Linked DNA regions of Mus musculus: region 2 is linked to region 1. Evidence: chromatin contacts called from public Hi-C data. All regions are on one chromosome and are shown on one strand. The core of a region is the stretch at or near the end of the contact, and the rest is flanking DNA. Distances in the headings are between cores, read along the strand shown. Region 1 holds the start of Dock8 (dedicator of cytokinesis 8). Region 2 overlaps Dock8 (dedicator of cytokinesis 8).

Region 1 (6,787 bases), core at 359-2,858:
TTCCTAACACTGTTTTGCTTGGGTGGTTGCTTCTGTTTTGTTTCCTTGTTGCAAGGTCTCTGTATGCAGCCTAGACTGGCATCCAGCTTGTGATTGTCTTGTCTCAGCCTCCTGAGGGCTGGGATGATGGGTAAGTCCACCACTTCTGGCTAAGGACTTTAATCCTCCACCCTTGGGTTATACCAACCCCGAAGCTCCTTGCAAGAGCGTCTCCAGGCTTGCATTAGGTCCCAGACAGTCACTTCAGATCAGTCTCACCCCTCCTGAATCCCTAACAGCTTCCTGCCCTTGTTCCTTGTTTCCTGGCTTTTTTTCTTTCTCATGACAGGGACAAAGAGAGGAGAAGCGGGGAAGGCAATGATGACAGCCATCAAAACTTCCTATGCCCCTACGGCCCCACTGCAGCCAGGACAGCCTGATGAGGGGAAAGGCTCCGATAGGAAGACTGAATTATGATATAGTTACCCTTTAGCATTTGTATACAGTCCACATTAATAATTAAACTAATTGGACAGATGAAATAGTGAAGGAAGTGAAAGGTCTTGCTCACAACTGCACAGGGAAACTCCACTGGCCCTCTGTGGTCCTTACCGCTCACTATTCAAGGATGGTGATTCCTAGTGACTCCAGCTTCACTCACTAGCAGCCCAAAGATGAATTACTGTGGGCCAGCGTCCCACATGCAAAAACAAACAAACAAGAACAAGAAAAAAACACCAACCCTGGAAGTCCTCCAGAGCGCTGCCCTTCCACATTATCTTTTAGCCAGGCAGTCTAGATTTCCCAGGTCAAGGCAAAAATGCCCCCTTGAATACTTGTCAGCAGTTTTCAGTGGAGGAAACGCCGCCGCTTGAGTCTACCGAGAACTTTATGAGTAGTCAACTCACAGAGATGTGGCGTGTGCAGCTCTGTTTATAAATTGGAAATCCCTGTGTTCTTCACTTTTCTAGAGTGCTAGAAATCTTTAAACGTCAGCTACAGCTCATTCCCTTTCGCTTATTTAAAGGAGGAATTTTTTTAAAATCATTTTTTCCACTTCATGGTTGGCTCCTTTTGGACCAAGGTATAAAAATAGCGCTGCCATCCAAAGCCAAGATGTTTTTTGGAAAGAGGGGGTTGAAAGAGCCCTAACCCTGGACCACGGACCGATCTGCTTCAAAGCAGGGCTGATTTTCAGCCACTTAGCTTCTTTCCGCTGTCTCCCGACTGGAAGGAAGGCGCAATTTGTTAAGCCAAGTTCGGGCGCGCGACCCCGCGCTCCGGGTCGGGCCACCTGTCTCAGAACAGCGAGGGCGGCGGGAGCCACGCCGGGTTGGGGAGGTGGCGCAAGACGCTGGTCCGGACAGCAGCGCGGGTGACAAGAGGACGAGAATGAGTCGCCACGGGGACCGGCGCGCCCCGCCGCGGACTGGCCAGGAACCGCGCCGTCTTACCTGTTGATCTTGAGCGCGAAGGCGCGGCGCTCGGCGCTCGGCAGCGTGGCCATGGCGCGCGCGCGCGGTTCCACGGCTTCGGGGCTCGCGGGGCTGCGGGGGGACGGGACCCGAACGCACAGCCGCTGCAGAGCCCGGCGCGCCCGGCGCCAGCCTCATCTGTCAGCCGCGCCGCGGAAACTTCCGCATTTCCACCTTGGCCGCGCAGCTCCCGGGGGGAGGGCTCTGCTCCCTCCGCCGCCCGCGGCGCCGCCCGGCCTGGCACGCACCGAGCGCTTGGCGAGGGCGTGGACGCCGCGCCGAGCCGCGCTCCGGATACTCAGAGTCGCCGGCCGCAGGCGCGCGTTTCCCCCGCCGCTGACCCGGGACCGACGGGCACGGTGGCTGCGGAGCGCGGACCGCGAGAGCTGGCCGGAAACGCCGGCGGCCGGAGCCGGAGGGCGACTGGGGCAGTGAGCGCTGGATCCAGAAGCAGCCAGCGGGGTCTGGAGGGGCCACCCGGTGGATTGACGCCATTCCTGGGAACATTTCTTTTTAAGGCAGCCTCTTAGGACATCAGTCGACTTTTTCCCAGCCGAAGGCGCACTGTCATTCATGGGACACTTTATTATAATGGCTGCATCCCACGAGTAAATATTAGGAGCTATATGACTTTTCATTTTAGAACCTGAGGGAATACACAGCATTGAGATTGACCGGTATCTCAACAGAGTTCTGTTTTACATGGAGAAACCTGACCAGACCACAAAGGAGAAATCTGGAGAAATAAAAATAAAAATAATCCCCAAAGGATGAGCGTGGAAAAGACTGTGCCTATTTCAAGTAATATATTTGGTCCAAGTTGTGTTGTATGAACTCCGTGTGTTTCCACTTGTCAACTTGCCTTCGGAAACACGAAAGGGCTATATTTTTGGCTCAAAGCTGCAGAGTCTAGATATGGAAGCCACAAGCCACATGTGGCCGTTGGCCACTTGAATTTTTGGTTAGTCTAAAGTGAGATGGGTTGGAAAATAAATACACACTGGGTTTCCAAGACAGTACAGAAAAAAAATAAGGCAAAATGTCTTAATTTTTGTATTGATTGCATGTTAAAAACAATCCTTTGGAAGCTGTTAAGTTAAGAAACATATTATTAAAGATAATTTCACCTGTTTGTTTTTCCCTGTATTAAAATGTGGCTCCCATTAAGAAGATGTAAAAATTACTTCCTTAGCTCACATTTGCTGGCACATTGAGTTCTTACTGAACAACACTGGTCCACTACAACTTAATTTGTAACCTAATACTAAAATACTGGCCGACCATATGCTATTTATTCTTGGCAGCCTTCTTCCTCTGCTTCTGGGTAGGTAGTTGAGCAAACCTTCAGAGCTGGTTAGGTAACTCTCCCCCTCCCTCATACCAATGCCTTTAAACATAAAAGACAATGTGTACAACATAACAATACAGAGACTCTAAGTACAGACCGACAGAAAACACGACTTTAATAAACGAGGCCAACTATTCCTTGTAATCCAAACCTGTAATCTCCACTACTCAGAAAGCTGAGGCAAGAAAGAGGATCACAAATTCAAGGTCTGCCTGTGCTACAAAGCAACTGCAAGGCCTAACATTCTCAAGGGCCTGGATTCATTCCCAGGGTCAATTTTCTAGAAGGCTTAAAAATATATATCTGTTGTTTCTAACTTCCAAAGGTCTCCTAAAGATATTTACTACAATGGGATTTATGGGGAAATACTTGGATAGAAAAATATTAAAAGAATAATTGTGTGTGTGTGTGTATCTTCATTCTGTGAACAATAAGTAACCCATTGAAACATTTTTACCAGAGCCTTTAGTCCACGTACAGGTGGGCTTGTCTTGGGTTTCTAAATGTTCATGGCATGCACTTTCATACAAATCAAAAATATACTTGGTTCCACATAAACCCAAGTAAAATGTAATGAGGTTATCTTAAATGGCTCAGATATTTCCATTAGGGAAACTTTTTTGAGCCGGTCAGGAGTATATCATGGCACCTCACACCTTGCCTCACATTATACTATATTCAATGTATAATATCTGACTGTGGAGCTGAGCTTAATCTAATTACCGTTATCCATGTTGTCATTTTATGCTTAGAAATACCTTCACATTCCCTTAACAGTCACTGAGATCATCAAGAATGTTATCTATGGAGCTAGCCATAGCTTTATCTGCTCTCTAACGAATTCACGGTTCACCAGCAAACCTCAGGAGTGGCCATCCTAACGTCTCCTCTCTGCATGTTCACTGTCTCTGCAGTTCCCTATACTCGAGCTTCTCTCTTTATTCCTCCAGGCAGAGCTAACTGCAAGGCTTCCCTTCCTCATTTGCTGGCCTCTCTGGCCCTTCCTCCTTCTCTTTAGCCTTGTGTCATTCAACTTTGTTTCCCTTTTCACAAAACCTTGCTCTTGACTTCTGCAACCAGCCATCCCTGCATCAATTATCTTAACTTCTCATTTAGGTTTCCCCAAACTTTATTTTTCTGTAAATTGCGTCTCTCTTGTATTATTTAACACACAACTAAATGACACCCGAACTGGGCACTGTTTCGAGCCCCTTTACAATTAACCAGTTACCTAATTCATAATAACCACTAAGTAATGCCATTGTCTCTACCCTACAACAGAGGAAACCGAGGAGCTGATGGATTACAATGACTTGGCCCAGATCACAGAGCAGTGAGTGCAGGGCCATTTCCTATCCCAAAGCTCTGCCTGTCACCTAGACACTTCCGTTTAAACATCTTCTAGCTCCATAGAGCTAATGGCTCTCCCTCTTACGATCACTCACAGCTGTTGTTGGCAATGCCTCCCTATTCCTCGGATTTAAACTTTGGACTTACTGAGTAAGTTAAAAGCCTCAAGTCCCGGCTATGGCTTCTGCTTTGAGTTGACTATGATCCCAATGACCACCACCTTTGAATCAGAATCCTTCACCTTGGATGACCTTCACCTACATGCTGCTGTCTGGACTAAAGAAAGTGTCAGCTGTAGCTTCCCCCTCACCTTTACCTTTCAGCTCTAACCACCTTCCGGGGGCGGTCACACATTCTGTATAAAGTATCACTTCTTCATAAACATACCAGTGTTCGTACGGATTCCATCCTGGCTCATGGGTTCATGTCAGGATAACAAAAACCACTCCCTGCTCCACGCCTTGCTTATTCTGGTCTAATTGGTCTCTGCCACTGGCCTACATCCCTGCCAACTACCCTTCGTAGTTTCTCGGCAGCCTCCATGATCAAGTGAATCCTCCCCTCAGTGACTGACAGGCCTGCCTCAGTCAAAGCAGGGCAGAGCCACAACTCATCACCGAGAAGACAGTGGTCTTTCTTCTGGGGCCTTCCTATCTGTTATTCCTCCTGCTCTCTTCAGCCTACATTACCACCAGTTCTCTCCATCCTTCAGGGATTGAGGCAAGTTTTTATGTCCCACGCAAGGGAGAACTTCTCTCAGTTTGTCAGCGCTCTTTCTTGGTTTGGAAGCGTATCTCACTGTCAGTAAACACATCCTAATAGAATTCAGGCTGCACCAGGGTCGGTCTACATTGAGAACCGAGGCCGTTGGCACATCTCCTCCCTTCTTGCAAAAACTATCTCTACAGCTTCCCAAGATTCTCTCAGATTGTATTCAAATGTCATCTTCCGGGATACTGCCTGACTCCTTTTCCATAGCCCTTATCCTGATATACTAGATTTGTATGTTGAAAGGTTAAATAAGTTTTAATAAAGTATAATGAGAGGACAGTATACTCTTCATGGCACAAGGCAAGCAGACAATGAGAGAACACCATGTTGACTATTTTTTGCTTACTTTAAATGTATTACTCTTTATGCTGATAGTACATAAGATCCACAGAACTTTTTTCTTCTTCTTCTTCTTCTTTTTTTTTTTTTTTTTTTTTGGTTTGGTTCATGTTTATTGTTCCAGTGCCCAGAACAGAGCCTCACACATAGCTGGTACTCAAATAAGTGGAGGCACACACTCACTAACTATTAAAATAAACCCGAGTAGAAGTGGCCAAGTTCCCCCCATGTCTTTCAGAAGGAAGCGAGATCAGTATGTGTTATTCTCTTGAGTGTTTTAATTTGCCTTTAGATGAATGTTTTCCAGCTCTGTTCTGTATTTATTTCAAACCAGCACATAATATATTTTAGTATCTTCACTATAAGATTTGGATTGTAGCTTTCTTTCTCTGCCTTTCTCTCTGCCTCTACTACCTTCTTAACTCCTCCCCCCATGCCCTGAATAAACTCTATTCTATTAAAAAAAAAAATGGATTGTATCCAAATGTATCTGCATTCAGTGGGAATAGTCACATTTCTCTATTCTGTAACTAAAGGGACTTTGGATGGATTCATTAAGAAACTCCTTCCTTATCCACACACTTTCCAACTATTCTCCAAACCCTCTCCAAGTGGTCGCCATAGATCAAGTCCTGTGCTGGTGACAGCAGGATCAACACAATTAACAATGCGGTTCTCTGACTTCCTAGGACTCACGGTCTAGGAATGAGACACACAGAGAAGGAAAAGGAGGCCCGGGCTCTGTGGAATACCACAGGAACCTTTGCTGTACGCAACTCTGGGAGAGTGAGGAAGCTCAGGCAGGAAATGACTTATTCTTGAGGGGAGGGGGAGAGCAGCAGAGAGATTGACACCAAACACGATGGCGTTGTTGCCATAGTGATGTTGGAAGTGAGTCTTAATGGATAAGTTAGGCAGGCAGAGAAGAGTCACTGAGGCTATCGCAGACAGAAGGAGCATTGTACAACACAGGCAGAAAGGTAGACGATACCAAATCCACTCAGAGAAAAAAAAGTAGAAAAAATATGAAGCCTTGGTAGACAGGGCCTGCGTGCAAATAAAACTTGCTTTTTGTCTGTGCAGGTTATTCCTCTGGGAGAAATCTCTTTCTACCTGGCATTCCACAGTGAGAAATATCTAATATCCTTGAGAATGTGGGGCAGCAAGAGGCGGGGAATGTCTCTCCTACTTCTGGCAACTTTTCTTAACTTGTATAAACGCTGATGTTAGTGAAGGGTTGTGTATTGTTTGAGAAATACTTCAGACAATACTCACGTATTAGCTGCTATCCTCACCACTGTGACCAATAGCTGACAAGAAGCAGATTTATGGAGGAAGGTTTATTTTGGCCCACCGTCGGAGGGGACAACCCATCCTGGTAAAGAGGGTGTGGATGCAGGATCCGGCTCCTGGGTATGGCAGTCAGAGTGTGAGAGTCCTCGCTCACACCTGGGCAGATCAGGAACCAGAGAATGCTGGTGCTCCTTTGTCCTCTTTTCATCCAGTCTAGGCTAGGGAGAGCACT
Region 2 (6,907 bases), core at 1,972-4,471, 140 kb before region 1:
AAAGGAGTACACCACCATTCCTGCCCCCACCTAGGGACTCTTACTGAACCAGAAGGTTCCAGAGTTGGCTAGGCTGGCTGGCCACTGAGCTTCTGGCACCCACCTATCTGTCCTCCAATGCTGGGGTTACATGCACATGCAGCCCCGCCTAGTTTTGTATGTGGGCTCTGGGGATTCGGACTCAGGTTCGCATCTTGCAGAGCATGTGTGCTCTCACCCACTGAGTCATCATCTTCCCAGCCTCTGTTCTTAATGGTCTTTATGACAAAATCTTTCCATGTCTGTCAATAGTGAAGTAGAAGGAGGTATCGGCACTCTTCTCATGATAACATGGAGGAGCAATAAATGTACCCTTGGCTGTTCTGCTGGGAGACTGACTCCATAGGTAGGTAAATAGATATACAGATTCCATATTCCTCCCAACCACTGTTAGTCTTGCTAGTTACTGCTTGTACGATATCAAGCGTTGAGTAATAAAGACGGATCACATCCTAGAAATCCAGTAGGTAAGACAGAAAACAATGGCAAATTGCATACAGTGCTCGTAAGGAGTGAATGGGGGCTCCAAGAGGAGGCTAGTAAAGTTGAGACACCATTACTGAGTATGGTGGCCAGAGAAGGGCTCTGTAGGAGGTGGTGCCAGGAGACAGAGCAGAAAGTGTGTTGAGGGTGAGTAGTAAAAGGTAGCTTGTGAGAGGAAACTTTTAAAAAGGCTTTAGGTTAAAAAGTCCAGGCCTGGTATTTTTTAGGAACTAAAAAGGGGTCCAATGTGGCTAAATGAGGGGACCATGGCATGAGACACAGGTACACATTAGGATTATACAAGGACATTTTAGCTATGGTTTCTTTTCATGGCACTTTACTTCTAGTATTCTGAAGACCACAAGGAGGCTGACACAGTCTGTATGACACTGGCTGCCTGGGGTGGGCGGGATGGACTGAGAGCAAAGATACCTCAAGAAGTACATGAGGAACAATGGTGGCTTGGTCAAGTGGGAACCATGAGGAGATACAAAGACGGGGGTTGACTTTTAAGGTAGAGTCGATAAAGTTTGGTGAAAGATGGATGGAGGATGAGAGACAGCTGCATTTCAAGGAGCAACCCTAGGCTTCGGATTAGGTCTTGACACAGGAAACTCTGCCTTCCCCAGGCGTGCTTTGCTCGCCCAGCCGGAGCATAGATACAAACACAAGAATCTTACCAGAAGCTCAAAGAAGAACCAGGCGTACTTGAAGACCGTTTCTCTCACTACTCCAGTGCTGACCACCATCTGCAGGGCAAGCTCCTCATGGAAATGCTAAACAACAAACCAACAAGAACCAGGCTGTGACGGCAAGGTTGATTAATACCCACTAAACCCTCTTTCCTTCTCTTCTGACTCAACAGCTGAGAGGCTTGTGTCCAAGGTACCCCAGGCCATGACAGGTGGCAAAATCAGTACAGAAATAACACATAGGAGGGCAGCGGGTGGCACTGCACCATGGCCCCAGCCTTACAATAACAGTTGCATATGTGGAGCAGCTCTCCTGGGTGGTACTGGTGGTATATGCTAGAGAGAAAGGACTTTCAAAGCCCCACCAACCACACAATGCGTTTGCTCTCTCTGCTCTTAGTTTGCTCTTCCACAAAACTGAGTTGTTGGTCGCTATGATCCTCAAGTAACACTCAGATGGCTGGTGCCATCCTTAGAGTCTGAGGCAGAAGGTCTAGAGCAGGGGCTGAGGATCTGCATTCTGTCAAGCTCCTGCTGGCACTGGGATGCCACACTCTGAGAACCACTGTCTGGATGATATATTCAGATGCCTTCAAGGTTGGACAAGTCTTTGCATCATCCCATTATTGCTTCATGAGGGAAATGTCATGGATGAGTTTATGAGTGAAACTCTGAATTACAACACACACACACACACATGAAAATTTTTTAAAGGGGAAAAAGGGAAGAAGCTGAGGATCAAAAATAAAACTAATAACTCATTTTGGTTTGCTTGATACTTCTATGCTCTCAAAATAGAACGAACTCCCTTTGTCTTGGGGGACCTGCTCGGTGCTGGGCAAATCAAGACAGTGCCATACCAACTAAAGGCAAAAGCAATGGCCAGGATTCTTTTGGCGTTCACTCATCTTACACATGTGTGCAAAGCCTAGAACACACGCACACAGATAGACTCTTCTGTGGTTTTTCCGCAGCCAGGAGAGTGAGAACTATTTCAACACTCAAATTTCACATCTTTGTGTGGAAGTTAGTTTCAAAGTCAGTCCAAAGCAAAAACTGAATGGTGATAATGATTGCAAATGACAAACTTTTAAACCATCCACAGGATTGGGGTACTCACAATGGCATTTACTAGCTCTTATAGACTTTTAATTTGAGGGCTACTTATCTAGATCGGAAGGAGACAAACGGAGAAATCTCTGAGCAGATGTTACAGTGTTCCGACTACTTTCTGCGGTTAAGTTCTGCTCATTGGCTGGTTTCACCCATTCTATAGGGTAGTTTAAACCTTAGTTATCTTAGTGCACGGGAGCACATCTGTTTGCTGAAGTAGTCTTAAGTGAGGCTGTGCCATCTGGGAGGGGTTGGAGTTGAGTGTTAACCCCACTGGTTGCCAACCAGGCACATGACAGCATGCTGCCCTTTCCACCCTCCCATGGGAAGAAGGAAACGCTCCACCAGCCGTGGAGGTAGCCGCTAGAAATAGGTCAGCCTGTCTGCCAGAGTCTTAGGGCAGGAAGAGATTACACAAGGATAAGCTGCTTCGCAATGTAATTCACATTGCTTACTGGACAGTGTTAGTGTAGGAACACCTTGCTCCAGAGGTTAGAGAAGACAGGCAAGTAGCAAAAGCGGTTGCTAAGCTATGAAGGCAACACACTGGCTAACTCCCCCCCCCCCAAATAAAACCAACTCCCTCCTGGTCATTCCGGGTCAAGGCAAGCCAACCGCAAAACCAAACAGGATGTACACTAAGGAAGTCGGACTTTAGGCAAATATGCTGATTGCTTCAGTTTTATTTTATTTTCAGACAGGACTCACTATGTAGCTCTTGTTTTCTAGAACTCTCTAAGCAGATCAGGCTGGCTTGAACTCACAGAGATCTCTTTGCCTCTCCAGTACTGGGGGATGGGGGCTAAGGATTGTGTCACATGTTCAGCCTTTTATAATACAGTTTTTAAAGGAAAGCAGAACTTGGGACCAGTGGCTGTGACAGCCTAATGCTAAATGTTAGGGTAGGTGACAAGTTAGTTTTGGGCCTAACCACAAGTTCCTGTCACTTTCCCTCTCAGAGTTAACACCTGGAAGATCTTGCCGACATCTAGAGCCTGGATTACTGTACGGTCTACAGCGTCAGCTCAGTGCCACCTCCCGTTCCCTATCCTTCACGCCTCCAGGCCAAAGACAGCCATTCGAGGCGCATGCTCTCCTTGTCTGTAATAAAATCTTTCCGTGCTGTTGGGGACTGCAAACAGCTTCATGTATAACTGCAGTTAGTGTATCTGCACTTTAAGGATCCTGAATGGTAATCATGACATCAACCTCTTGGATGCCTAGCAGAGAGGGACACATGACAGACAACTGGTTTGATAGCCTATGTCTCTCTGGACCACACTCACTGTCCTGACCAGGGGGTTTTGTTGGTTTCAGGAATCCCCTACTTTGCATGTTTTCTGAACTCAGAATTGAGGAGGGTTGCAGGTCAACCTTGAGGAATGGCTCAGGTTCTTTCTGGATGCACTTGGTCTCAGCCAAAAAACACGTAGTCAAGAAGGCATATTACTTCATATAGTGTTAAAATAATATTAATTTTGCCACTTGCTTTTGTTAAGGATGTGTGGATGTTAGCTGGGCAGGGGACAGAAAGCAAGCACTTAGTGTCTGTTTTCAGTTGTAACATGAAGACACCAGTGAGTCCTTTCTCGGGCTGAGATTACCCTTATTCCGCCCCGGTCTATACCTTTTTGCTGACTGGTCTTGGGGCTGCAGTTGAACCTGGCGCATCACTATTGCCAGAGCAATAGTAAGACATCCGGCTGCAGTTGCGATCGGCAATCTGAAACATACAAACTGTGATGAGGAAAATTCCTGGACATCACAACCGCAGAATTCGTTTTGATTCTATGTTAGGCCTTTTCTGTACTGGAACCACATATAAATATAAAATAACAGCCACATATAAATATAAAACCAAGCAAAGAAAGTAAATGATGTTACTTGTTCCTGAGATAGTTGCTGTTAATAGATTGATGTGCAGTAACATGGAGTTAAGTATAGTTGAAACACAGGAACCAACTCAGGGAGGATGGTAAAACCCAAGCGGAGACTACTGGATTCCCTTAGGGGATAAAGCGGGGTGCTTGTTGAGCGGCCATCCTACAAGGGTGCTGACAAAGACAGACAGACAGACAAACAAACAGACAGACAAACAAACAAACACTAGCTTAAGTGACAAAGAAGAAAGACCGCTCACTAAACAGAACAGGGGAGAGTTCAGAGGTCATTCTGGAAGTGCTCCTGACTGGCAAGTGCTCTACTCTCAGAGTAACCCAGCAAGTCGGAACCTGGGGTTAAGATAAAGAGAGAGCCAGGAAAATTCTCTTACTCTCAAGAGCCAGGTAATTTATGAAGGGTTGGGGGAGACAAATACGTACCCGCAAAGAGGAGAGATTGAGTTCTAAGAAGAAGGGGACACCTGAGCTTCAAAAAGCTTAATCAACACAGGACACAGCGCCAAGAGCATGTGCAGTCCAGACAGAAACCCTGTGCTGTGTACAGCAGACTGGTTCTAGGAAAATTCTCTGTTCTTGGAAGCTGACATGCACAGAGACAAGCCATTTTAAGCAGACTGCTGGGAGTCAGGGGCAAGGGACCCTTACAGGCCTGTCCTCTGCATAGCTCACTCTGAAGACTCAGAACTAGGCAGAGTTCTACATGGAAGAAACTCCACAGTCTGGAGTGAGAGTCATCAGCTCCCCAGGAGTGTACAAGCAGTGTGTGAGGACCAAGACTTGGTGTGGGGGTGGGGTGGGGCAAAGAGGAGAGTCCTAGGAGGCCAGAGGGCTGAAGTGACTGACAGATAAGATGCATGTTATCCATGCTAGGTAGGCAGCTGCTGCAGGCACCCAAGCATAGTGACAGACACGGGCTACACTTAGGCACAGGCACAGGCACAAAGGCAAACCTGCATAGGGGCCACATGAAGGTAGGCACACAGGCCTATGGACAGACACCCACACAGGCCTATGGACAGACACACACATATAGGCAGGCTGGTGAAAGCAAAGTCAAAAGAGAAGTCCTCATATTTACACAGAGTGACATAAAAGTATCATTCTGCTAAAAAGCATCACCACTTACTTCTAAGTTCCCTGGACATCCCTTGCTAGCCATCTTGCGCTGACTCACAGTCCCTCAGATGCCCAGCATTAGCTAGCTACCTTGGTCCATGGCAACCACCCATCTTATACCATGTTGTCTAAAGTAAACGGGACTGTAGAGCTCTTTGTTCCAACATAGTAGCAAATGCTTAAAGGTACTAGGGTGAGTGCCAGGAGAAAGCTTGGTGACAGTCCCTTCCAGTACCCACTGACTGAAAGACTCCTCTAGTTAAAATACTCACTACATGGCCCATAAACCAGACAGGCTGTGTGGCAAACAACGAAAAGATAGATGTAGGAAACAAACACGCAGCAACACAGGGTGCTAAGGCTCAAAACCCATACACCAGAGAAGGGACAGTGAGATGCTACACAGGGATGGGATCAGCACCTGCAGTCAGACAAGCGACTGCATCAAGGTACTGTGCACCAGCTTCCAGGTATGTGACCACAAAGCCAGTTTGCTTCCATACATAGCTAGCTACATAGAGACAATCTGCACTTGTGTTCGTACAAGTCACACAAAGACCATTTTTTTCCCTTGCTGTAGGTTATGCTCAATGCCCTAAACATGTGCTGTGAGGATTTGATTTAACAACTAGCGGGGAGGATGGATATTAGAATATTTTAAATGAAATAGATAATCAACAAATCCAACCATGACGTAATCCCAGATGTACAAGTCCCACTGCAGAAACATAAGAGACTTGAAAAATCAAAGCAACATGACTCCTCCAAAAATGACCAGTTCTATAATAACGGATTCCAATGGAAGGAAATAAGATGAGATCCCAGAAGAGTTTAAAAAGACTATTTATAAGAATGATCAATGACACTAAGGACAACACAAGTACATTTCTAAATAGATTTAAGGAGACAGCACTAAACAATTGTATAAAGAAGGAAGTCAATAGGGGATAGGAAAGAGAACTCAATAGCAATGTAGAAATGATGAAAAATAATAAACTGAAGTTTGGGAATGAAGATCTCAATAAATCAGACAACAACAAAAATCTCAGTAGAAAGCCTTACCAATAGAATGGATACAAGAGCCAGAATTAAACTCACAAAGCTACAGCCACGTGAAGCTGGACAAAGATGCCAGAAATGTACGTTGGATACAAGTAGCCTCTTCAGTAAGCGGCCTGGGAAACCTGGGCATCACATACAGAGTAAGGAATAAGGAAATTGATCTTCATCTCTCATTGCTCACAGTGTATGAGCGTCAACTAAAAACGGGCGGAAGAGTTCAACGTAAGAAACTCCAAGACGGTTAGTGTAAGACAGAGAAAACACTTCAAAATGGCAGCAAATGCTCTGTGCAAAGAACCCCAAGAACTGGCGAATGGGATTGCGTGAAACGAAAAATCTTCTGCACAGCAAAGGAGGCAACGAGAGGCGGCCCACGGGAAACCTGTGGCAGACAGAGGGTTAATACCTAGAATATACTAAGGGCACTAAATATGGAAGAATGGAACTACTCAGGCAATAAAGAGAACAGATGGTTCTCAAAAGATGAAGAATAGTTGGCCA

What was found. Hi-C and Micro-C count contacts between places; a contact is called where the count stands out from the background.
Region 2: a Hi-C map of granulocyte-monocyte progenitors shows a contact between it and region 1, with 4 times the contacts expected there. A contact is called at or near these places in 2 of 484 Hi-C or Micro-C datasets (granulocyte-monocyte progenitors and nephron progenitors), 1 of 130 datasets of targeted methods (neural progenitor cells) and 3 of 9 other capture datasets (adipose tissue, liver and pancreatic islet).

What each region holds. Positions count from the first base shown.
Region 1 is chr19:24,994,350-25,001,136 of GRCm38.p6, reverse strand. Dock8 (dedicator of cytokinesis 8) reads right to left here and starts at 1,608. Exons shown (of 48, transcript NM_028785.3): 1 at 1,434-1,608. The coding sequence starts at 1,486.
Region 2 is chr19:25,134,460-25,141,366 of GRCm38.p6, reverse strand. It overlaps Dock8 (dedicator of cytokinesis 8), which reads right to left. Exons shown (of 48, transcript NM_028785.3): 23 at 3,955-4,050; 24 at 1,203-1,298. Among named protein-coding and RNA genes, the nearest start is that of Gm34186, 18 kb to the left of the region's middle.